Linked DNA regions of Mus musculus: regions 2 and 3 are each linked to region 1. A link is a contact called in public Micro-C and promoter capture Hi-C data. All regions are on one chromosome and are shown on one strand. Each heading gives the region's core, a stretch centred on a gene start, on an enhancer-like site or on the middle of the called end of the contact. The rest is flanking DNA. Distances are from core to core; before and after follow the strand shown.

Region 1 (4,373 bases), core at 897-3,396:
GATCATGAGGCCTATCCATGACTGGATTATGTATTTTGTTTCTTAACATATTTTAATTGTTATAAAGACATTTTGAAGTAACAGATTCCCTTTACAATCCTGCTTCCCTCCTTTTCTGTGAGGAAGTAAATGATGCTGAGAAACCCGGGACAGAGAAGAGACTTTGAACCTCTGCACTGGATCAATGCTTTTCAAATTGTGGGAACGATCCAGGTAGCCTCGGGTCACAAAATCAATTGAACGGATTGTGAGTGCTACTTTGCTTTAAGGAAACATGAGTAAAATAAAAAACAGAGAGCCTGTCTGCTGTGCTGCATGCACATTAAACTCGTAGGGCTTTTGTGATCTGTGAACACTGGTTCTCCGGTGAGTGAGGGCGGGGAGTCCATTTCTAAGTGTGCTTCATTTGAGATGTTTAGAGTCACAGTCCTGGGCATCCTGGTGTGTCAGAACAGAAACCCTGTCTGTATTTTGCTTTTCTCTCTAGTATGTAAGCGATATTTGAAGGTAATAAGTAACCATCAAATATACCTGTACAATAGAGAATCAGAGAGCAAGAATCTGGCAAGTGATACATACCAACACAGAATGATTATACAGGCATGCAGGAAATACAACTGAGTCCTCGTTCAGGGCCGCAGGATGTACCTGATGGGATTTCCAAAACCAGTTTACCTTCCAGAAGTTCTCAGTCTAATGAATGAACGACTTTTTGCCATTCTGGCAAGAACACATGTGTAAGATGTTGAGGAGAATTTTTCTGGATGTATGATCTTTTCACAGATCCTGGAGAAAACTAGAAGACAAACTCCACATGACCTTTGCCTGCAGGATTCAGAAGAAGTACCAAGCCGATGCAGGGTAGAGTGTGCCACAAGTCATCAGGGTGTAGACAGTGGTCACTGGTCACAGGGAAGCTTCCCTGACTAGGTAAATCAGGAGGAAGACTGAAAAGATCTCTGCTGGGATGGAAGCCCCTCCCATCTCATCTCCTCCTAGCCTCTGGATGGATAACCCCATCTTTTTCTGTATTGTAAACCTGCTGACTCTCCAGACATCCGAAGTATCTAGACTCACCTGGGAATTTTCTATTTGGTTCATTCGTTATTTTGTTATTTGTTTTTGTTTATTTGTTTGTTTAAATCATCTACCTATTTTTCCGGAGATATTTTTCTTTCTTCTTGACATTCATCTAGCAAGAGTTCTCTAGTGAGGATGGGCCTGCCCTTTGCTAACAGAACTGAGTAGGGTGATGCACTGGAGGTTAGATGGAAGTAACCTTGACAAGAGAGCTGAGTGACCTGCTCAGCATAGGTGTCCCTGAGCCTCAGAGTCCTGTGCTCCAGTTTCTGGACTAAGTGTCTCTCTTCCCCCATGGACTGTCACCTTGTATCACAATGCACAAGGCACAACATCTTAAGCAGCAGCATACAACTGTGCCAAGCAGGTGCTCACCTAAAACCTTCATAAACGATAGAAAGTAAGTATTATGTAGAGAATGTACACAAACACTTGCTCACTTTCTCCTCCTCCTCTTCCAACCACAAGAGGAATCCAGTACCAAGAATACCTCATGCCCCCAAGAGTCCACCATCACAGCAGCTTCCTTGACCTAGTAGCAAGCCTGGTCCTCATACCTAACTCATTTGCAGTTAGATGACTAGAAATGCTGTGGGTGTGGCCTCTGAGATTGTCTGTCAGTCCCTGATAGTCACCAAGTGGCCTGCAGCAAAACCCTGTTCATGGGAGGCCCATGACAGGCCGTCTAGAGGCACCAAACTGTCTGGGGGGTGCTTTCATACCACATCAGGCATGTGTGGTGGCTTTTCTTGGTTTCCAGGGGTAAGATATCTCCCAGCAAAGAGGATAGCCTGTGCATGTGTATATACAATGTCAAGCTTCTAACACACACACACACACACACACATCTGTACATGCACACACACAGTGAGGGAGGAAGGGAAGGAGAGAGAGAGAGAGAGAGAGAGAGAGAGAGAGAGAGAGAGAGAGAGAGAGAAAGAGAGAGAATGAATCTCACAGAAGAACCTCTCACTAGCCAACTGCAGGGGAAAGTGTGGAGGCTTTGAAAGCTGCATCTGTCTTCATCCAGGTCTCCATGGAAACCTTGAAACCAGACATGAAGCCCAGCTGAGTTATTTGTCTCCTCAATGAACAGTCACAAAAGAACCAAGTCCCCAGGGCTATGAGTTAATAAGACAAGGACTTTTCAAATAGACATGCACAGCACTTCTCTGCCAAATACTGTGCCCAGGCATACCAGGGATACTCCCTTGGCACAGTCAAATGTACTTATATGGAAAGATGCCCATGCTGGGGTCAACTATAGGCCAATATCTGCAGAGGGAGGATTACCTGTGACTATCTGAGGACTATGTGCATGCTGTGCTCTGATAATGATAATGATGATAAAATAGCAATGACCACCATTAAATTAGTTGAATACTTACCTTGAAACTGGGTGTTCTTCAAATCACCCCTATAATGTGCAGAACCTACTAATACTTTCATAGGGAAATAAACATCCTGAGCTTCCCAAACTCACTCAGTTCCTTTTGATGGACAGTCTCTGCGTCAGTTACTCTGCAGCAGCTGCCCTGACCTACTGTGTCCACACCCTTTGCCCTTTCCTGCCTACTGAGATCCCATTCCCCCTCCCACTCCATGTGGGTAGTATTCTATGGAGCCCCAGAAGGAAACAGGTGACCCAGGTGCTCCCTGGTGCCCTCTTTCACCGTAGTCATTCTCTTACAGATGATACATGGACCAAGTTAGTCCTATGCAAAGCAACCCCCGAGCACCAGCATAAACAGGCAGGGTGTTACACCAGAGTCAGAAAGTAGGACAGCAGTTTCTTTTGCTTGTTCACTCGGAGAAATGGCGTGTCACATGGAGTGTCACTATTGCTGTCCACCTCACGGGCTTATGAGAACATTCTGCCTCTGCCTCCTGAGTAGCTGGGACTCTAGGCATGTGTAGGCATATCTGAATTAGGATGTAGTTTCCAGACTGTCAGTTACTCACTAGGCAATTGCTCTGTGACTAGCCTCTCCAGGACATGCCTGGTGTGGTATGAAAGCACCCCCCAGACAGTTTTGGTGCCTCAAGACTGCCTGTCATGGGCCTCCCATGAACAGGGTTTTGCTGCAGGCCACTTGGTGACTATCAGGGACTGACAGACAATCTCAGAGGCCACACCCACAGCATGTCTAGTCATCTAACTGCAAATGAGTTAGGTGTGAGGACCGGCATAAAACAAGAACAGTGTCATGATCTCTCTCTCTCTCTCTCTCTCTCTCTCTCTCTCTCTCTCTCTCCCTCCCTGTTTCGTATGTGCTTTGCCTTGTCTGTGTGAGGGTATCAGATCCCCTGGAACTGTGTGACTGTATGAAGGTATCAGATCCCCTAGAACTGGAGGTACAAACAGCTGTGAGCTGCTATGTGGGTGCTGGGAATTGAACTCCGGTCCTCTGGAAACACAGCAAGTACTCTTAACCACTGAGTGAAACACCTCCCCAGCCCTGTCATGATCTCTTATGACTTTTGTGCTTTAACTGGGACCAACCAGGACAACACCCTGCTTCCTGTGATAACAGTTGGACTACATCCCAGCCCAGCAGAACCAGCATCTGATGCTGGATGTTGACCATGCAACTGGCAAGGTCTTTGCCTTCTATAGGACTTCTCAAATATGGCCAGTTGCTTGGCTATATCACTCATGTGACTCTGAAAGTCACATGTGTATAATCACCTTCTGTTCTGCAACTAATCAGTATTCCATGGTATGGATGCACCCCCGTTTTTAAAATTAACTTTATTTTAACTGATGCCTGAAAGTATAAAAAATGTACAGGAATAGCACGTGTTTACTGCAGTATTTTTGCAATCCATCCACTTGTTGGTGAGCATTCAGTTGCTTTCCAGCTGGTTTCCATTACAAACCAAGCTCTGGTGGATCTATCCCTGCATGAGCAGAACTCCCTTAGTGTAAACCTCAGGAGTAGACTCGCTGTTTACTTCTTTAGTGCAACCCATGTGCTAGGTAGGGGGTTGGGAACTTGGTCTTGCAAGTCATTAAGGTTGTTTTCCATAATAATGTTTACCTATCTTGACTTTAAGTTACTCTGAGGCCAGAAGCTGCAGGCCTGGGGCAAATTAACACCAGTGCTTAACAGCAGGCGACTAGGTAAAAAGGTCTTTTGTTCTTGTCTCCACAGTCCCTCTCTTCAGGTGACTGGCCCAAAGGCTGAGGGTTTATTTAACTCCTTGTCAACTAGGGAAAGACTGGGGGGAGGGGTGCGGGGGGGGGGACACTTATAAAAAGAATTCTAATCTTTAATTCTAAGGGAAAGTAT
Region 2 (4,373 bases), core at 892-3,391, 200 kb after region 1:
CTCTCTCTCTCTCTCCCTCCCTCCCTTCCCTCCCTCCCTCCCCATCCCCAGAGGTCAGTTCTGCTGAGTAGTGAGGTTGACATGGGACCAGAAAGGAAAGCATGGCCCCCGTGGGAGTCTGTACCTGGAGTCTTGTTACTACTCTTAGTGACTCAGGGCAGAGAAGCAGCCTTGAGGAGAGGGGCTGCAGTTGGGGTCCAAGCTGCGGCTGCCTGCCCTGCTTGGAGACTGATGAGTCCTAGGCCTCCCAATTCAGGGCTCTTTCTGTAGACTGTGGCAAATCACACCCGCCTGGACCATAGCTATTTAAGGGAGGCCAGCTGCTTACTAATGTGGGGATCCTGCCCTTCACTCTGATTGAAACAGAAGTGCGGGAACGGGAATGTGGTCTGCACGGTGACATTTGGCCTACACTTCCCTTCAGCAAGGGCCTGGGAAGCTACACCTGACCCAAATCCTCAGTTTTACCAACCAGCCTCAGCGTGATACTAGGTCTCTATTCTATAGTCACATCGAAAGTGCCCGGGCCCCGCCCCCCATCTTACCTAATCTGGAAAATTCTGCTTAGAAAATTGCACTCTTCTCCCAACCAGCCCTGCAATGCTCTGGAAACTGAGTTTGGGAGGAATCCTCGGTTACTTGGCACCTGGAGCCTGAACCCAGCAGCCCCAGGGAAGCCTGGGAAGAGAGGGGCATCAGCAAGAGCTGGTTTCCATGGAAACAGGACTCCAAGCCTGGGATCCAGAGTCACCTTAGCTGCTCTGAGTAGCCTGTGTGGCTCACACCTGTGCAAGGGGCTCCTGACCATCTATCTAGACCTGGAGGCAACTCTCCCCACAAGGAGCGTGGTCCAGGCTGACCATGGCTGACAGTACCAAGTCTTAGTGTTAGGATCCATTTAGTCCCCACTCTGTCAAACCAACCGGACAGGAGGAGCATCCAAAGAAGGCGCAAGCTACAGAAGATTCCTGTCGACTCTCCCAGCTGGTTCCCAAGAGAGAGGGAGTGAGTTAGGCCTAACTCCATCACCCCCCTCCCCCGCTCTCCACTCGAGAATATGCCCACTGCTCCACTCGAGAATATGCCCACTGCTCCCAGAAAAACACAATATCTCTCTGTTCAACCCTTCTACTGCCCCTGTGCCACGTGCCAGGCCCACAACACCCAACCCTCAGCTGCCCGTGAGCACGCGCCGCTTCCCCAAACTCCACTTCACCTGCTCTGCTTCTTTACAGATGGGAAACAGGTTTCCGTCTACTCATGAGCTCCTAGAGTCCCCGTGTTTTTAAGTTCCCCTTTCACAGCCTATCACAGGAGCCTCCAGACCCTGTCCCTTTCTAGTCTGAAGACATTTCTGGGGTCCCTTTTGGACGAATGATTCGATCAAGGGAGGGAGGGGCCTGTGCCCTGTCCTGTTCCCTCACACTCAGATCAAGGGGTCCTTCAGCTACCCCTACTTCCCTCCCCAGAGGGCCCACGCTCTGGCCTGCCCTCCATATCGTTCTCGGGTCTTAAGAGAGTTTTGCCACTTGCAGAGAACTCGGAACCTAAAACAGGGAGTTTGTCTATCACTAGACAGAATGAAGCCGAGATCAGGGATGAGGGTCAGGAGCCTCTGCAGCAGTTGGGGGACCTAGAGCAAGGATCTCCCTCTCGGGCCTGTTCCTGGTCTGCTAAAGAGGGAGTCAGACTAGAACCTCTCCAGCTTGACAGCCCGGCCATCTTTATGTAATTAATATTTCAGCTGACTAAGGCCATCAGTGGAAAACAGACAGAGCAAGAAGGGTAAAAACAAAAGAGGTTATGTTGGAATTCATACAGTGTGCACACCCAGGCCCTGTCCGCAATAAAGAGTCTCTTAAAATGGGGGCAGACTCAGCCAAGATCTGGTCTCTACCATTGAAGCCAAAGGGAACCTGAGCTCGTCCCGGGGGCTTTGGCTGGAAAGAGCTGGGGTGGGCCTGGTGGGGAGGGCCCTGCACAGAACCTTGAGGCCAAGCCTGGTCAACAGGGATTAGGCTCAACAAAAGAGCCTTGTGCAGTGAGGAGCCCAGCGCCTGGTTTCCTGTGCTTTGGTGACCCACACAGAACAGCATCTGATTGCATCTGGACAAGGTTTCTGTCCTTCCCATCATGCCCTGAGCCTCTCTTGGCTGGCACTCAAACCCTGCCTGTGTCTATGGCCTTTGCCCAGTTTTACCCATTCATGGAGATGTAAGGAAGACTTGGCGGCTCTCAGGAGCTCTCAGAAGCCTGGCATACCTCTGGGGGCTACTGGAATGAGCCCTACTTGTATAGAATTTCAAAGTTTCCTTCCTCTTCAAGAGTCTGGGCTGAAACTCAACCTTAGCATTCAGAGCAACAGCAGAAAACCTCCATCCACTTCCCTCCTCAGCACACAGGCACAAGAGTCTCACAGTCTGGAGTCGAAATCAAGTGCTGGGTATTGAGGCCAGCTGACCTGGGCTTGCTGGCTGGCAAACCAGGCTCAGGCTATTTCTGATTGGTAGTAGGTTAGCAAGCACCATATGCTGCACCCTATGACATCATTGTGTGGTCCACTGGCAAGTGCCAAAGGAAAACATGTCCCACAGTCTCCAAGAACTGCAGGCATCCATGCCTACAGCATCTCTCATAGATTCAGTGCTAAGCTACTTCTAAGCATTTAACAGTGGTTTAGTCTCTTTTATCATTTCCTTTTCTAAAAAAAAATTAGGTGTCTGTGGGCACATATTGCATGCATGCAATATGTGTGCCGAGCATATGGAAGGCTAGACATTGGTGTTGGGTCCCCTGGAGCTGGAGTGAAGCCATTATGAACCACTCCAAACTGGTGACAAGAACTGAAATTGGGCCCTCTGGGTAAGCAGCAAACATTCTTAACTGTTGAGATATTTCTCCAGCCCCTTCCTAACCTATACACATGCCTTTTTGTGGCAGGTTTTCCTGTAGCCCAGGCTGGCTATGTAACCTTGTTACATACACACACACACACACACACACACACACACACACACACACACTCCTTTGTGGCTTTTTAAATCAGAATGTCATCTAACTCAGGATAGCCTAAGATTCAGCAAGCTGCCCAAGCTAGCCTTGAACTTCCCTAGCATGGAGATTACAATCATACTCTACTGTACTCTACTTTAGTCCCATTTTGCAGGTGAGAAAACCAAGTCATAGAGAAGGTTGCTCCTGCATAGGATGGACTGGAGTGGAGAGTGTTGTTGGCAAGAGTTGATTCTGAGACTCACCAGGAGCTACATTTACTGTGGGAACTCAGAATGTCCTCATAAGGGCAGTGGAAGGGAGGCTGGGATCCAGCCCTGTCAGAAGATGCTGGCTTTGAGCCCCCAAGAGACAGATTCCAGTCCCTGGAATAGACTGGCCCTACAGGAAAGCCAAAGCCCAGAATTCCAGAGTTATTTTTTGGTGGGGAGGAAAGCGGCCTGCCCCTAACTGGTGGAGAGTGGGGCCGTGGAGGAGGCCAGCCCCGATTTCCTAGGGGATTTGGGGAAACTGCATGTAGCTGGTGGAGAGGGAGCATCCCAGCACATTCCCAGGCCCAGCCCGCCCCCTGCTGGCCATAAGGGAGAACACAAAACGTCAGCTGCCAGCAAAAGTGATCTACGGTTTCAACTCCAACTCAATTTGAAAGGTTGGGAATTGAGTGTAAATTTGTGTCATTCGTTCCAGCTACTCAGTGAATGGAGACCTTTCCTTTTCTGTCCATTTGCCAATGAAATCGCTGCATGGGAGGAACTAAATGTGTGGAATATTCCAGTCACAGCTTGGGGTAGGAAGATGAGTATCAAGATTCAAGGATAAACAAGCTGGATTTTAGCAGCCCCCTCCCCACTCCTGTGCTTTTGAAGTCCATTATGACTCTCAAGACATAAATGCCCAAAATATTTCATTCAAAACTCAGGAACAGAATCCCAAGCAACCTTACGTAGTTTAGATGGCACACATCCCCTTTCTGTTGGCACCATCAGGTCCACAAACGTAAAAACCCTTTCACAGTCACATGATCTCATAGGCTTTTCGGAGGCCCGAGGCCTCGGAACTTAGTTACTAACAGGATCCCAGGCTGGCTCTCTGCTGGCGTCTGGTGTTGAAGTATTGGCAAGAGAAAGTGCCAGATGTTGGCTAGGACCCAGGCCTTCTACGTAAAGCAAGAATGAATGTCCGGGCCACAACAAAGTAGGTACTATGCTCTTTGAGCTGGACGTAACTTCAAAATCAAGCCTCCACTCACCCAGTACCAGTATTACGAGCCCCTGAGGGTGGCCCCCATCTTTGAGAGGTGGTTGGGTCATGAACACTGTGACTTCATCCTGATACGAGAGGCCACTGTCTGGATGTCTGGA
Region 3 (4,373 bases), core at 1,282-3,781, 140 kb after region 1:
GCTGCGGAAGCTTTAAAATGCCCCACTTGATTCACTAGGAAAATGGCTGAAAGAGCAATGAGCCAGGAAGCAGCTCCCCCAAGGCCTGTGAGCCTGATACTGGTGCTTTGGGGTGTGTCTTCCATTTGGAGACAGGACCTGGTGGCTAAGTATTCACCAGGAACAGTTAACTACCTGTCCCATGGCCAACTTCTGTCTGCAAGATGGCTGTCCAAAAGCAAATGACAGAGTATACCTGGTTTCTCTTTCAGAGACCCCCCATTCCTAGGCTGATAACCACCAATGCTCCAAGAAAGGAGATCCACTTCCAGGTTGTGATAACTGAGCCCCCAGACACATTAGTTGGAGGCACTGATTAGCCTAGGATGTGAAAGACTGTAATTGGTCACTAGTGAGAATACTCGAACAATAAGTGAGCTTATTAATCAGGCCTAGTTAGTCATCTCCCCCTGGGAAACACTGGCCCTTTTATCATTTATTTTCTTGATATTCCATGTTCTATGCAACTCTCAGCACACTTGTGATTACTTCCCCAAAGTTACACAATTCTATGAAGTCCTTGGAGGAACGGCCTCTCCACCTTATGTTCTCTCTCCCCAGGGCTTCGCCTTACAGTGCTGGGCAGACACTTATAAACCATGTGTAGAACAAATGAAGAGCTCCCACACAACAAGCACACCTCAAAGTTCAGGGCACACTAACGGACACTATAGAAGGCTTTGGCAGCATCAATGCAATGGCAGACACTTTTCTTTCTATCTGCAGGTGAAGCAACTGAGGCTCAAAAAGTAGAACTCAAATTCCAGGTCCCAAAATGGTAACCCCACGACCTGGCTGGTAAATCGGGCTTTCAATTCTCCCAAGCAGAACAATGACAAAATAAGTTACCTTCCCCTGCTTGAAGGCTGCTAATCTGTAACATGACAGGGCTAGCCACCTTCCAGAGCCAGAAGAGAACTAAATGAGACCATGGGACACTACCAAACTCAGCGCCACATCCCACCCCTTCATGTAGAGCCACGGCAGCTTTTCTACCTCTTAATCTCCATCATCCCCCAGAAAAAGGAGAGACAGTCTCTGTGGTTCTATTTGGGTTTGCCCAACCTTTGGAACTATCAATGGCAGACGGCAGGGACTCAGCCATATACAAAGGTGATAGCCTCAAATTGGGGCTCAAGAGTGTCAGCATCTTCCCTTGCCACCCCGCCTGGTGAATTTAATATTCGTCTAACCAAATGAAAGCCACTTCTGAGTCCAGAGCTCTGTGACCTGGCACGTGATTCCTTTCAGGCAAAGAAACGCAAAGGCCATAGAATTTGGTCACTGTCCTGCTGGCTTCCTGTGATTGAAATAGTGGGAACACAGCTCCTGCACTGAGCAATCACTATCTGAAACAGTTAAGAGAAAGCCCTCTTCACAGGTTTGGGATACAGGCTGGACTAGAAGAAAGTGAGGATGGATTTGAGATTGGCCCAAGGGATGGGTAGAGCATCCCAGGCTGCCAGGCACTCAGAGCTTTCCAGGGCTCCTGTAGTCTGCCCTTTCCAAGAAGGCAGAATCTTGGCTGCTACAGGGACCAAGAGTGATCCAAAGTCTGCAGCTGGGACTGTGCCATTCTGTGCATAGTGGATTTAAGGGCCCCACTGACTGGGGTGGAGGGAGCTGAGAAGGGCACTGTCTGAATAAAGGTCACTGACTGAATCTTGCCAAGGCCATCTGCCAAGTGACACCGGCCGGTCACATGCCCATTGATAAAATCGGTCTGAAAAAAACACTTCTAAAGATTGAATACATAAGCAGAGCAGGAAGAAGCAACAGATGCCTCCTTAGGCTGTGCCAGCGAGCATTGGGACACCGGGCCGCTCCCCAGGCAGCTTCCCAAAGAGCTCCATTCTGTTTCTGCCTGAGGGGGCAGGGAGAGAAAGCTGAACTTAGCTCAGATGTAGTCTCTAGGGAATAACACAGGCACCACAGGACTTTGGCTGGGCTCACTCAAGAAAACATACTGGAAGCCAGGTGTCCCCTGGAGTGCCACGATCGCTGGCGCCCCCTCGGGCTGCCCGATGCAAAAGTTACCTGGTGGAGGCGTCTCTGCAACTAACTTCTCCCTCTTGGGAGCCTTCTTGGGCTTGATGGCCTTCTTGGGAGTTCTGTGGCCCTGCTGGTGCGGCTCCTGCTGTTCCTGCTCCTCCACCCTAAGGTCTTCATGCATTGAAGGCGAGAAGAGCTCCGGCTCCGGCTCAGGCTCCGGATGCCCATAATAGCGCCCGCGCCGCCAGAGCTCCTGGCTGTAATAGTCAGGCTCCTCGAAGGCTGCGCCCTGGGCTCTGACTCCAGCCAGGGCCACCGCCACAAGTGCCAGGGCCAGCGCCAGCGCAGGGCAGGCGGTCCCCAGACGGGCCATGCCCGCTCTGCCCCGCACCCAGGGTAGGATCGGGTCCCCGGGAGCGGCAGGCGGGCTACAAATGACGACTACGGCGCGGGACAGGGGCGCGGGCGCTGCAGCGGGTGCAGATGGTGGGTGGGACAGGCCGGACGGGCGGGGCTGGGCCGGAGTGGGGCGGGCAGGGGCGCGCCCAGGAGAGGCTAGGCGCCGGCCGACCCACCCTCCCTCCTACCCGCCCAGGGCCTCTCCAGCAGGTGTTGAAGGCCACTAGAAGACTGTCACCAGCCTTCCTTGCATTTCTAGGAGGCCGATATTTTGTCCTCCTGGGCACCCCTTCTGCAGAGGTAAGGCATGGTGATCGTGGAGAGAACTATAGGGCTGTGTCTTCCATTCCTTCATTTTGCAGAACAAATCTGATTAAGACTGGCTAAGGTAATAACCAGCAGGCTGCCCTCCAGTCGTTTTGCCCCAGACCGTGGAGGAATCCCGGATTCCCTGGAGGAAGTTCCCTGGGAGCAGGGCCTAAGGGCCTGGGAACCCCTGCTGCCTACCGTCCAGAGTGTGGCTCTGTAGGAGAGAATAGAGCCAGCCGAAGACTACTATCTCACAAGTCACAAGAGGGCATTTGTCTCTTCCAGGAATCCAGGCTTCTCTGGAGAACCCTGGTGTCACCTTCCCTTTGATAAAGTGCCTTCCATCTTTACCCATCATGCCGTAGTTTTTTTTCTTAGTGGAGTGGAAAGAAGCCAGTGGCCCTAGCTTCTCTCTGGGCTCTGCACCAGTATTCTATGGCTCCTCTAACACATTGAGACAGGTTTAAAACAAGAGACTCGCTGACTCACAGGTTAAATGTCAGAGGCAGCAGCACCAAGGTGCGTGTAGTGGTGGCTGAGGGACTCATTTGTGGTGAGAGCTGGGGTTGGGGGTAGCTTTCATAGCCACTCAATGAATCGCTAAAGTCAGGTCCTGGCAGTGACTGTTTTGCAGCTTGCTTGCTGTGCTTTCTAGGGGCTGCCTCGGGTGCCCTGCATCTCAGAGTCAGAATTCACAGGTCAAATCCAAACTGTACCTTCAAATCACCCCTATTTTTTTCTATCTCCATCTAGCGGAGAATATACTCCACATTTAAGAGGCTCTGAGATGATCCAGAATTGGTCCCAACTGTCATCAGTCTACTCTGTACATTTAATTCATAAGTTCTAAAGATCCAGTAGAGTTGCCTCCAAGGGGCCACAGTGTCTGCCAGCCACAAAGACAACTAGTCCTTAAGTCTGTCAGTCTGTCCCTGAGGGCCTGGGATATGACCCAAGAATGCCTCTGAGATGAACCTGGGCATTGGGCTAAGGCCTCTGCATTTAGAGGGGAATCACAGGCCTGAGGCCCCCAATGTCAGATGTTAGCCAGCTCAGCTGTGACTTTTTGCCTCACTCCTATGTCCTCACTGTTGCTATCAGACCACCCAGCCGACCTTTGGATTGCAGTTTTAGAACTCCTAGGTGGAAGGGTATTGCGAGAGAAAACTGTAGCTGACACAGGGCCCGTGGCGGATGGCTAGAGGGCCTTGGATCTAGTTGTCAAACCCAGGATAATTGGGAATCAAGATCCAGAGCAGTTCTCCAGAGAAGAAGGAAGTCTCCCTCCTCCCCTGGCTTTCTAAGAAGGCATTGGTTTGGATTGGATCCCCTGCGCTCTTCTCTGTGGATGTCTCCTGCACTTACTCACAGGGGTTGTCCTATCTAAACCCAGCCACTACAGACAAGAAAGCAAGTCCCAGGTATCCGTGTGGCTCAGAGAAGAGAGGCTCCATGGGCAAGACACACTCTTAAAGTCCCAACTAACCAGTGAAGACTAGGAAAAGATCCAACTAGAGTTCTAGCAGAAAAGGACCATATGTATAGCACCCAGACCAGGTGATCTAGTTGTAGACAAACACCAGGCTCCTTCAGACCCTGAAACCTCCTAAACACTAGGCTCGCGTGCTTTCCAC

Evidence for each region. Promoter capture Hi-C pulls out the DNA fragments that hold promoters and counts their contacts. Hi-C and Micro-C count contacts between places; a contact is called where the count stands out from the background.
Region 2: a Micro-C map of stem cell-derived neurons shows a contact between it and region 1, with 2.5 times the contacts expected there. The contact joins two enhancer-like sites. A contact is called at or near these places in 6 of 484 Hi-C or Micro-C datasets (ECoMG myeloid progenitors, embryonic stem cells, stem cell-derived neural progenitor cells and 2 more), 3 of 115 datasets of contacts at active chromatin or transcription factors (astrocytes, fibro-adipogenic progenitors and stem cell-derived neural progenitor cells) and 1 of 9 other capture datasets (embryonic stem cells).
Region 3: a contact with region 1 is called in a promoter capture Hi-C map of hippocampal neurons, with 2.3 times the contacts expected there. The contact joins the promoter of Cpxm2 here to the enhancer-like site in region 1. A contact is called at or near these places in 1 of 39 promoter capture datasets (hippocampal neurons), 1 of 484 Hi-C or Micro-C datasets (cortical neurons), 1 of 115 datasets of contacts at active chromatin or transcription factors (forebrain) and 3 of 9 other capture datasets (adipose tissue, embryonic stem cells and pancreatic islet).

What each region holds. Positions count from the first base shown.
Region 1 is chr7:132,011,270-132,015,642 of GRCm38.p6, forward strand. No RefSeq gene overlaps it. Among named protein-coding and RNA genes, the nearest start is that of Gpr26, 47 kb to the left of the region's middle. Within about 2 kb of position 2,147, at least 34 of the 459 cell types and tissues checked have an H3K27ac peak or open chromatin away from gene starts, as enhancers often do. A contact at or near this core is called in cortical neurons, hippocampal neurons and stem cell-derived neurons, where this site is marked.
Region 2 is chr7:132,210,105-132,214,477 of GRCm38.p6, forward strand. No RefSeq gene overlaps it. Among named protein-coding and RNA genes, the nearest start is that of Cpxm2, 58 kb to the left of the region's middle. Within about 2 kb of position 2,142, at least 33 of the 459 cell types and tissues checked have an H3K27ac peak or open chromatin away from gene starts, as enhancers often do. A contact at or near this core is called in stem cell-derived neurons, where this site is marked.
Region 3 is chr7:132,152,210-132,156,582 of GRCm38.p6, forward strand. It overlaps Cpxm2 (carboxypeptidase X 2 (M14 family)), which reads right to left and starts at 2,532. Exons shown (of 14, transcript NM_018867.5): 1 at 2,077-2,532. The coding sequence starts at 2,404.